Linked DNA regions of Triticum aestivum: region 2 is linked to region 1. A link is a contact called in public Hi-C data. All regions are on one chromosome and are shown on one strand. The core of a region is the stretch at or near the end of the contact, and the rest is flanking DNA. Distances in the headings are between cores, read along the strand shown. Region 1 holds the start of LOC123063577. Region 2 holds the start of LOC123063578 (serine decarboxylase 1).

What was found. A called contact is a pair of places that touch in the nucleus more often than the background predicts.
Region 2: a contact with region 1 is called in a Hi-C map of leaf, with 2.5 times the contacts expected there. The contact joins the promoter of LOC123063578 here to the promoter of LOC123063577 in region 1. A contact is called at or near these places in 2 of 5 Hi-C or Micro-C datasets (both in leaf).

The regions. Positions count from the first base shown.
Region 1 is chr3A:733,154,034-733,159,307 of IWGSC CS RefSeq v2.1, reverse strand. It overlaps LOC123063577, which reads left to right and starts at 2,903. Exons shown (of 3, transcript XR_006430402.1): 1 at 2,903-4,813; 2 at 4,900-5,088.
Region 2 is chr3A:733,352,764-733,358,037 of IWGSC CS RefSeq v2.1, reverse strand. LOC123063578 (serine decarboxylase 1) reads left to right here and starts at 2,083. Exons shown (of 5, transcript XM_044487400.1): 1 at 2,083-2,465; 2 at 3,337-3,568; 3 at 3,664-3,857; 4 at 3,972-4,105; 5 at 4,221-4,992. The coding sequence starts at 2,165. The coding sequence ends at 4,805.

The sequences.
Region 1 (5,274 bases), core at 1,654-4,153:
GCTCGTGCCTACCGCCGGTCACCTTGGCGGTAGGGTTGTACATGCTACCGCCAGCCTGTTTGATGATAGAGGTGTTTCCTACCACCAGGGACCCTGACGGTAGGCTGTTACACCCTACCGCCATGGACCCTGGGGATAGCAAAAGGGTCAGATCTCGAAATTTTTACAAATTAAAGTTTGATTTGGACTAAGTTTCAGAAAATGGTCAAAATACGAAATTTTGCTTCATCCCGTCGTCGGCCGTCCCATGTACGTACACGTGTGGTGTGACCGTGTGAGAGTGATCTTCTCACTTCTGAGTAGGTGTGCTCTCCGTGTACGGGTGGGGATTCTGGACCATGTGCGAGTAGAAATCATGACCACTTGCCAAGTAACCCGCAATGTTCTATTTTGGGTGCATATACTATCTAGGTCAGGGAGCTCAGCCGCGACGGAAAACAAGTCGACTAGACAGAAGCACTCCGAGCTTCTTTTGCAAGTATATGACACCGATGTTTTTTTTTGTGCACGTCGATGGATCCATTGATCACTTTGATGCTCGGCCGGTGGCTAAGGGATTCAAGCAACAATATGTTATGAGTTATGAGGATATATGCACTTAGTCCAATGGTCAAGCCAGTGCCAATTCAGCTAGTTTTATCTATTTCCATCTCATAAAATTGAGTATATGATAGTTCGTCATGTACAACATGTTTCTGTTGAAATATTAGCACTTTTCCGACTAATCTAATTCACAAGTAAACAATAAACATAGCAAATACGGTATGCATCTCATATCGATACTTAAACATGTGAGCACGTACTGTACATAGAACCAAAACATCTATGGACAACATATATACGGCCAACACATGAATGAGCAGATAGGGGATGAATGAATCACACCCTCCACTTGGCCAGGCCAACGCGGCGGCGGCAGCAGCAGCCTCGGCATCAGCCAAGGCCTTCTTCTTGACGACTTCGTCGTCAGCCATGGAGTCAATGTAGAGAAAGTAGTGGAAGCAGAGGCGGACGAAGACGGGGACGGATCGGGGGCAGTCGCGTAGAGACGCTCCCCAAAAACCTTATTACCGTTTTCCCGGGCAGGATCTCAAACGACAGGGTTCGGAGGCGCCTGCTCTCCCGACCAACTGTGCACGCGACCGTCGGGATGGGGTCGCCGGAGGCAGCACAGAGTGAGGAACAGTACATGACGGCTAGGTTACGCGAGAGGGAGTGAGTGAACTGAACTAGGTTTCACTACACTGGCCAGCGCCTTCTTAATAGGCCATCAGGTAGATGGCCCTGGGCCAGGCCCACGACCGAGTCCGTGAACAGCCCACGGTCCAATGTCAGTGGCGCTTCCGTAAGACTCGTTAAACAATTAATAATTAATTAACCATTCCTGAGCGGCAAAAATAAGCTTCAGCTCGGCTCATTCCCACAACCCGCGGCGTGCGCGCGCGTCCTGATGAGGCGAGGCGGGCGGCAGAGAAGGAGGAGCGCGCGTGTACAACTCCTATTCTCAGGCTTCCAATAGCAAGTGGTAGAGCAGCCCTTATAAAGAGGTCTCACTCTTCTTACTGTAGCAGCATGGAACTAAACTTCTCACACTTCCCACCACTTGCCGTACACAAGCATGTGCCTTAGAGATTAACCATGGATTATTGTCTTATATGGGTCTAAGCCCATCCATAATCCATCAATCCCCCACCAGATCTCGAGGCACATAAGTTTGTCAACTGTTCCAAACAATGTTTGATATACAGACTAAGATTAGCTACTTTGCTTCTTTAGCTGCTCCAATTAGGAACCAAACCTCTGAGTGATTTATCCTCTTAAAATTATTACTATTCATTTCGGGGGCAAGTGCAAGCAGTATCAGATTTTAGAGAACACTCCACATCATAGCATGAAGCAGTTACTATTCACCTCCATGTCCTGGTCTTTCCAGTTGGCAGCTATACAATGCATCTTTGCTACCATAGTTGCTTTATAAAACCAATGTATGCTATTATCAAGTGATCACATTACTTTCTTTTAGTCTATCATAGTACCATGTAATGGGTATAAGTATCTATTAAGGGTGTGTTCTGAAACCTCCCAGCTTCTCTAAAACTTCTCAAATCTGGCTTCTCGTGTGGCTTCTCACTTCATGTGGCGACCGAGAAATCGTTCGGCACGACAGCTTCTATATTTGGTCGCTCTACCAGGCCTCCGGCCCATTTAAGCGCATGTGGCCCAGTCTATCCGGGAAATCGTTCAGCCCGTCCGCTCCCAGCATCCATCTCCTTGTGCATCTCCCTGTGCATCTGGTCGTGCACGAGAAAAAAAATCGGGGAGAGAAACAGAATGAGCAAACCGGTATGCTAGGGACTCACTTGGCGGTGGCATATGGTTGTAATATGTCTCAACTCCCGCTTCCTCAATTTTCAGAGCCGGGAAAGGCTAGCTTCTCAGTTTCCTCCGTCTTTACACTACGCGGGCAGCTGGCTTCTTGATTCTGAACTCCGCGGAGTCAGAGCGTTCGGCTCAGCTCCAATCGTGGAGTTGGAGAAGCTGGCTGCCGAACACGCCCTAAATTGGTTCTAAATTAATCACGTATGCATGGTTTGAATACTCGGCTCACTCTCGCCTTTTGTGCCATGGGTGTAACGGGTCATCTAGTATAGGAAAGGCTGAAGGAGACCAACTATTAAGCTAAACAGGCTAACGAGCTTCTCTATCTATATTAGGTATAGGGAGAACAAGTCTATGGATCCATGGCCACAACTTAATTAGCTAGCTCCTCCTTAATTGCCTGCCTATAAAATTGGACGTCCACATAGAAGTATAAGCAGTCAGGCATACATGTATGGGCTACTATCTAGGTGTATATATAAGAAGGGGAACACCAGCTAGCCAATTCGCTCGCTTGCTGCAATGTACACCCACCCACTTGACCAAATCAACCGTCCATCCATTTCATCCATCATCGCCATGGCCATGTCGTTGCCTTAAACCTACATCTTGGCTCTTCTTGCCGTCATCCTCACCCCATGTGTCCAACCAGAACCAGAACCCGGCCTGAGCGTGAAGGTTAGAAACCCAACATAGGCGACCGCTTCGGCCCAATTTCAGTGCAGTCATCTGTTCCTAGCCAAGCTGGAGGCCAGGACGCCGAAGGTGAAGGACGTAATTGGAATGTCGATCTAGGTGGGCGCCAAGGCGGCAGTGGAGGCGGCCGCCAAGAAACCGTCCAGGTGCATCGTCGACTGCCTCGACGGCCTTGCCTCCACGTGGAGCGAAACAAGAAGCTTCCTACTCGCTCCCATTGCATGTCACTGAGCCGTTATTAATGAAATATCCATAAGAATCAGTAAGCAGAAATATGAAAAACGACGGAACAAATCACGGTGAAGGGCATTTCGTTGATGTCCTTCACCTCCGGCATCCTGACATCCAGATTGGTTATTAACAAATTTGGCTGAAGCGGTCGTGCTTGTAGCATTGATGGCGTCCAAGGTTCTGGTTCTGGTTTGGACACCAGGGGTGATGACGATGGCAAAAAGGTTTAAGGCAGCAACATGTCCACGGTGGTGATGGATGGAATTGATGGACGGATGATTTGGTCTGATGGGTGGGTGTACATTGCATAGCGAGCGAAGTTTTTGAGTCGATTTGATTTTTTAGGCAAATTTTCAGTCGATTTGATGATTAATATTTTTTTTGAGTTGATTTGATGATTAATATTTTTTTGAGTCGATTTGATGATTAATAAGGCGTGTAACATTTGGAGGCTCATCCATCTGCAGAGCCCATCGTAGAAGCCGTACAAGAGACACCCATTTGCCTGGCAAAAAAAAAAAGGTTGAGCATTTTGTAGATCCCCAATTTCCCCGCCGGCCAGCCCGATGCCGCCGCCGCATCCAGCACCGCTGCCGGAGACGCCGATCTTCCAAACCCCAGACGAGCTCCTCCGCGACATCTTCCTCCGTCTCCCCACTGCTGCCGACCTAGCCCGCGCCTCCGCGGCGTGCCCCTCCTTCCGCCGTCTCATCACCGACCACGCCTTCCTCCGTCGCTACCGCGCCCACCACCCGCCGCCTCTCATCGGCGCGTTCGACGACAGCGCCTTCATCCCGGCCCAGCCGCCGCACCCCTCCGCCTTCGCCGCCCGCGCCTTCGCCGGCTTCGACTTCTCCTGCTCCTCCTTCCTCCCCTCCACCACCGGACGTACCTGGAGCGCGATTGACTTCTTGGACGGACGCGCCCTCCTCGACGGCGCCCCAGTCCCAGGCAAAGGCGGCAGCTCTCATCTGCGCTATTTTTCGGTAAGGGACCTCGCTGTGTGCGACCCCGTGCACGGCCGCTACATCCTGCTGCCCGCCGTCCCCGGCGACCTGAAAGCGCTGGTCAGTGAACCGGACCTCCTCCATCTGGAGACTTTCCTTGCTCCCGGCGATGATGAAGAGGACCCGTTATCATTCAGGGTCATGTGCTTGCTGCAGTGCAGAATGAATCTGCTGCTGCTCGTCTTCTCCTCTTTGGATTGGCAGTGGCATTCTCTTGCATTTGACCAATGGAGTGCTCAAGCTACGTTTGCTCCACTTGAAGGCACCAAGGATGGGCTCTCAGATCGTCAGTTCGTCCACGGATGCTTCTGTTGGCGTTTTCCCCTCCTGAACAAGTTGGTTCTGCTTGATACACGTGCCATGGAGTTCTCTGCTGTCAACCTACCACCTGAACAAGGATGGAGCAGCAATTTCGTCATTGTTGAGGCAGCAGAAGGAATGCTCGGAATGCTCGCTGAAGTCTATGACAGGGGTAACATGTATGAACCATGTTGGCTGAGGTATTCCATTCTGAGAAATAACCAATGGCACTTGGAGAAGGTCATCCCGTTGCCGGAAATGCATCATGTTGTTCTGCTTGGTGTAGGCGGGGGATACCTGCTCATAGGAGCGATGTACATCACATCTTCAGGAGAGGAGGTGATGTTTGGGTTATTTTCGGTGGACGTCAAGACGTTGCAGGTCGAGTTGTTCGCTGAGCTTAGCAAAATCATCTTATCTGGTCGACTATATGCTGGTTTCCCACCATCATTATGTGCACCAACTATATGAAGTGGTGAGCATGTTATTTGCTTAATTTTATTTAACATGGTCCCAGTGTTACACAGCAAAGATATATGATTCAGGTATTTATTTCATGATAATTTGCTTTTCCACTCTGCCTAGTTTGATACTAGTTCATTACTGTTAAATATTGTTAGTAATCCAGAGTTGCTATTGGGCTTGAAATTTCTACTACATG
Region 2 (5,274 bases), core at 834-3,333, 200 kb before region 1:
GTTTTGTTGTCTTTTCTATTTTGTGAGTTCGGTGTCTATATGGCTTTGTACTACGATCTTCTTATATGAATGAGACACACCCGGGATACAGCCGGGCCATGGTGCATTCTCTAGCTAGCGCGTGAACGTCCCTTTAGCGTGTATAGACGTACAACTAGCTACTAACTACTAGCTATCGCCAGCCTCGATAGCGAAGCAAAGCTGCTATAGCTAGTGACAGTATCCACCATTTCATGTTGGCGGACGGCGTCCCGTCCCCGCGTGCCTCGTCGACCTCTTGTTCTTCATTTTCCCCAGCCAATGGCATCCGTCGAGAAAAGTACTAGACCTCATGTATATGGTCGTACAAATAACAAACCAAGTTTGGAAAGTCAGATGCAGAACGAATCTTTCAATCAGGGATCGTATTCAGATATTATCATGTGCCGTCACCGTTCTGACAATTGTTTACACTTCCGTTTCAGAGAGAAGTTATAGATGTGGTAATGCTACTATATATAACTACCCCACTACTTAATCACAAGCAAGCGATCTTATGTGGATCATGTAAGTTTTTCTTGTCAGATTCTTCGAGCACGGCCTCGTATGATTGGTGGCCCTCCTTACGGGCAATAGTTTTTGACCCGATCGGGCTTGCGTGCATCCATGCAAAACACACGTACGGGGCCGCCGGGGTGACGCGGCATGAGAGTTTATAATTAGAGACGCGATTGCACACTGTGGACGTTAGCTGAATTAACTAAGTAGCCAGTGCATTCGTAGGTTGCTTGAGTTCCCATTCCACCCACCCTGCACGACTGGCTAGATATTTAGTTTGTTTCTTTTTGCAGCGTGTATAGTATATGTACAGAGAGAAGGATCCTCAATTAGTAGCTGAAAGAGACGGAGAGAGAGGAAGACAGATTCTGCATTGCCACGTCGCCATTGTTCACTGTAGCACGTCTTAGAGCATAATTGGTTTGCTGCCAAAAATTGGCATGCCAATGTTTGGCATTGTGCCAAATATTGGCAACTATTTGGTTGGCTACGAATTGTTTTGCCTATCTCACATAAAGTTGCCAATAGTTGGCAAATTTTGATATTGCCAATATTTGGCAATGCCAACATTTGGCAAGCCAAATATTGGTAACAAACCAATTATGCTCTTAATACCCGAGTCCGTGGATCTTGCGTGTAAGGTGTAACTACAATACAGTAGAAAATATCAAGATATTGGACCTAGGTCACCTAGCTAGCTAGAACACGTACGGTCGTCACAATTTAACGTGGATCAAAGTGCGTTCGCTGGCTGACCGGTCTGCGCACCTACAACATAGCTAATGGCATCTGTAAGGACATGGCAATTTTTTTTAATGTTCGAACATAGTCGTGGGGCATATACCGAAGCTTTGAGGTTTGTATGTATGTAAAAGGATGAGACAACTGAGAATTGACGTAATGTGACATGTGTATTACTGAGCCTTGAGGGTGAGTATCGTAAATTACAATATTTGGAGGGCTAAGCTAATTGACGAGTTTCATTGGACGAGGCGGTTTACCCTAATGGTACCGATCGCAATCTGTATGCAGTGCAGATACGACAAGCAATGTGCCGCCTCCCCTGGGTACAGCCGGGTGGATCGATCGACATGGTGCATGCGTGCTCTAGGGCTAGCCATCTGTGCGTCGCGCACGTCCCGTCCCCGCGCGCCTACCTAGCTCGCTGCTAGATCCTCCACCTCTTCTTCTTCCTCCCGCCCAATGGCATCTCCACCTAATTACCATTTTAGTCAACTGAGTAATGGACCGACCTAGCTAGGTAGCCATCTGCCACGCGAGATGAGATGCGTGCGACAGCGACGCGCCACCGTCCGTCTCGCCGACGACGACAGGGACGCGCACGTGCATGTCACCAACAGTAGGCAGTGACGTCGACGAGGCGAGGACGCGGCGCCCGGGCGCCGGCTCTACCCGCCCCGAGGGGGCGCCCCTGCTCTACGACGTACCCGACGTGCACGTTACAGTTTCCCCTCCGCCCAGCTCTCTCCTTCCCTATATATTCCACCGCCATCCCCGACCCTTCTTCCACCTCTCTCTCTCTCTCTCTCTCTCTCTCTCTCTCTCTCTCTCATACTACTGTTTTGAGGTGTTGATCGAGTGGCGCCGTTGGTAGCTAGCTAGCAAGATGGTAGAGAAGAACAGCGAGGTGCTGGTAGGCTCGCCGCCGGCGGCCGATCACCACTGCCACCAGAAGGTCCTCCAGAACCACCCCGGCGTCAGCGGTGTTGTCCCCCCGGTTACTGATGGTCTGCTGCAGGTGGTCGTAGCAGACACGGGCAAGCACGCGGCACGTGTGGCCGTGGAGGGCTTCGCGGTGCTGGAGCCTCCCGCGGACGCCGAGGCGGCGGCCGAGCGGCGAGACGACGTGGCCGCGCTCCTCGCCGGCTTCGCCCAACACCTCCAGGAGAGGACCACCCACCACCTGGGTACGGCCAGCTCCATTGATCTGCATCGGCGATCCGATCATGCTGCACGAGCTCCGGCTTGCATTGATATGCAAAAAAATAAAAAGAGCTCCGGCTTGCGTGCATGCCTCGCGCCGCCGTGCGGCATGCATGCTCCTAGTCTCGTGTGTGTGCGCAACGTGGCGCTGCATGAGAATTTTTTTTGAGCAGTTAAAACTTTTGTTTTAAAAATATTACAGTGGAAGATCGGAATAAATAGGTCAAATTGCCGCCTTAAGAACACCAAATAGAACGATGATGTCCTAGACTTTTTTTTTTTGCGAGAGGATGTCCTAGACTTCGGGAAGCTAGAACCCTGCCAAAATAGAACTGTTTTTCTATTCTTCGAAAAAAAAGAACCAGTAGCAACAGGTAGAATGACTAAGTGAGTTAATGGATTTTCCAAAACAAAAGGATTAATGCTTCCACGTGATTACGATCTTCTAACAATTTTCTCTCAAAAGAAGATCGTCTAACAACTCTGCACACTTCTTCTCAAATTGTGTAATTCCTCTCTTGGTTGGCTAACAGTGGTAGAATTTTGTAGTTTTGTTGGGGTACCAGTTCCACAAACTTGCCAACAAAAGTCATGCATATCTTTTTCTGGGAAAAGGCCATACATATTTATTATTGTGAGTCAAATAAAGTCATACATTAATATATACTCTGAAAAATAGGTACACTTCATAATATACACGCATTTTACATCTTCCTAAAAAAGAACGCATCTCAAATGTTTGACCATTGCCAGCACCACAAAATAAATACATACGTACTTTTGTAAAATATTCATCATGCAATTTATACTATCATGCGCAGATTGATTTCTCATGCAAATGTTTGTCCCTCACAGGGTACCCTTACAACCTGGACTTCAACTTTAGTGTGATGGCCCAATTCCAGAACTTCTCCATCAACAATCTCGGCGACCCTTTCATTGAGAGCAACTACGGCGTCCACTCCAGGCAGTTTGAAGTTGCCGTGCTTGACTGGTTTGCCCGCCTCTGGGACCTCCAACAGGACGAATATTGGGGATACATCACCAATTGCGGCACTGAAGGGAACCTCCACGGCCTATTAGTCGGGTCAGTATCTACCAGATATCCCTTAATCTATCTTGCATACATTTTTCACATGATCGAGAATGTATCTTGCATACTGGTTGTGATTTTATATGTAGGAGGGAGCTTTTTCCAGATGGGATCATATACGCGTCTCGTGAGTCGCACTACTCCGTGTTCAAGGCAGCTAGGATGTATAGAGTTGATTGTGTGGAGATCGACACTCTAATTTCTGGAGAGATGAACTGCGCAGATTTTAAGTCCAAACTATCGCTGAACCCCGGGAGGCCTGCGATTGTTAATGTGAATATAGGTTAGCATCTTGCTTTCACATTTTCATCAGAATGGCTCAGAAAATGCTTTGCTTACGTGTCTCTCTTTATTGTTGATTTTGACACTTTTGTTATTTTGCTTCTGTTTCTTGTAGGAACGACTGTCAAGGGAGCCATCGACGATCTTGACAGGATTATAAGAACGCTTGAAAAATGTGGGTTTCGAGATCGATTCTACATCCATTGCGATGGTGCTCTAGCTGGCCTTATGATGCCATTTATCAAACAAGTGGGTCATGCACTTTTTTAAGCAGTAAAGGACATTTAGTTAGCACATGCCACAACAACTTCTATAAATCTAGAGAACAACATAGCTAACCAACATTTTCTTTATTTTCCTCTAGGCACCAAAGGTGACATTCAAGAAGCCCATCGGAAGCGTGAGCATATCAGGCCACAAGTTCATGGGATGTCCTGTACCATGCGGCGTGGTAATAACCAGGCTCGAGCATGTAAAAGTGCTCTCCACTGATATCGAATACCTATCATCTAGAGATGCGACAATCATGGGGAGCCGCAATGGGCATGCACCAATGTTCCTTTGGTACACGTTGAACAAAAAGGGATATAGAGGCATCCGCAAAGAGGTCCAGAAGTGCTTGAGAAATGCTCATCATCTCGTGAACCGTTTAAGGGAGGCGGGAGTGAGCGCGTACCTGAACGAGTTGAGCAGCACGGTGGTGTTCGAGAGACCACAAGACGAGGCATTCGTCCACAAGTGGCAGCTCGCATGCGAGGGAAGCATCGCACATGTGGTGGTAATGCCAAATGTGAGTGTGGAGAAGCTCGATGACTTTATCAAAGAGCTCATCGGTGAGAGATTGCGCTGGCATGAAGGTGGAGGGTTTAGGGTGCCATGTGTTGCAAAGGACATCGGGCAAGAAAATTGCCTCTGCGGCGTGCATGACAAGAAATTAAGAGTTGTGTAAGATCATTATAGGAGTGGAGAACAACAACCTAAAAATTAGAGTTCTTAAGGGCACACATGATTGATCTAGCTTTCATAATTGGACCTCTATTCCCGTCGTTATCAGTTTCTTTTGTTGTACTATCTTGGATCGTGACATGTGTTTAGTTCTATAGTGGTTAATAAATTGATTGAGTTGGTGTTTTCTATTGCGTCTGGTTTAATTTTTTATTTGTCTCGCCAACTCTGATTCTAAAACAATTAATTACACAAAGTTGCATTGACTAAACATGCCCCTTTTTTATGGCTTGGCCTGATGCTTGGTTTTGCTGCACGGTAGTTTGCTGTAAAACCTAGGCTACTTGACAAAGACTATCCTTGATGTTTGCTGCCCAAATCTATTTATTTTTTCACAGGGATGTCCAAGCTAGTTAGGTGCTATATATTTGTTGTTGTGACAATCTTAGTGGTCATTTTCTGTCTTTGGCATT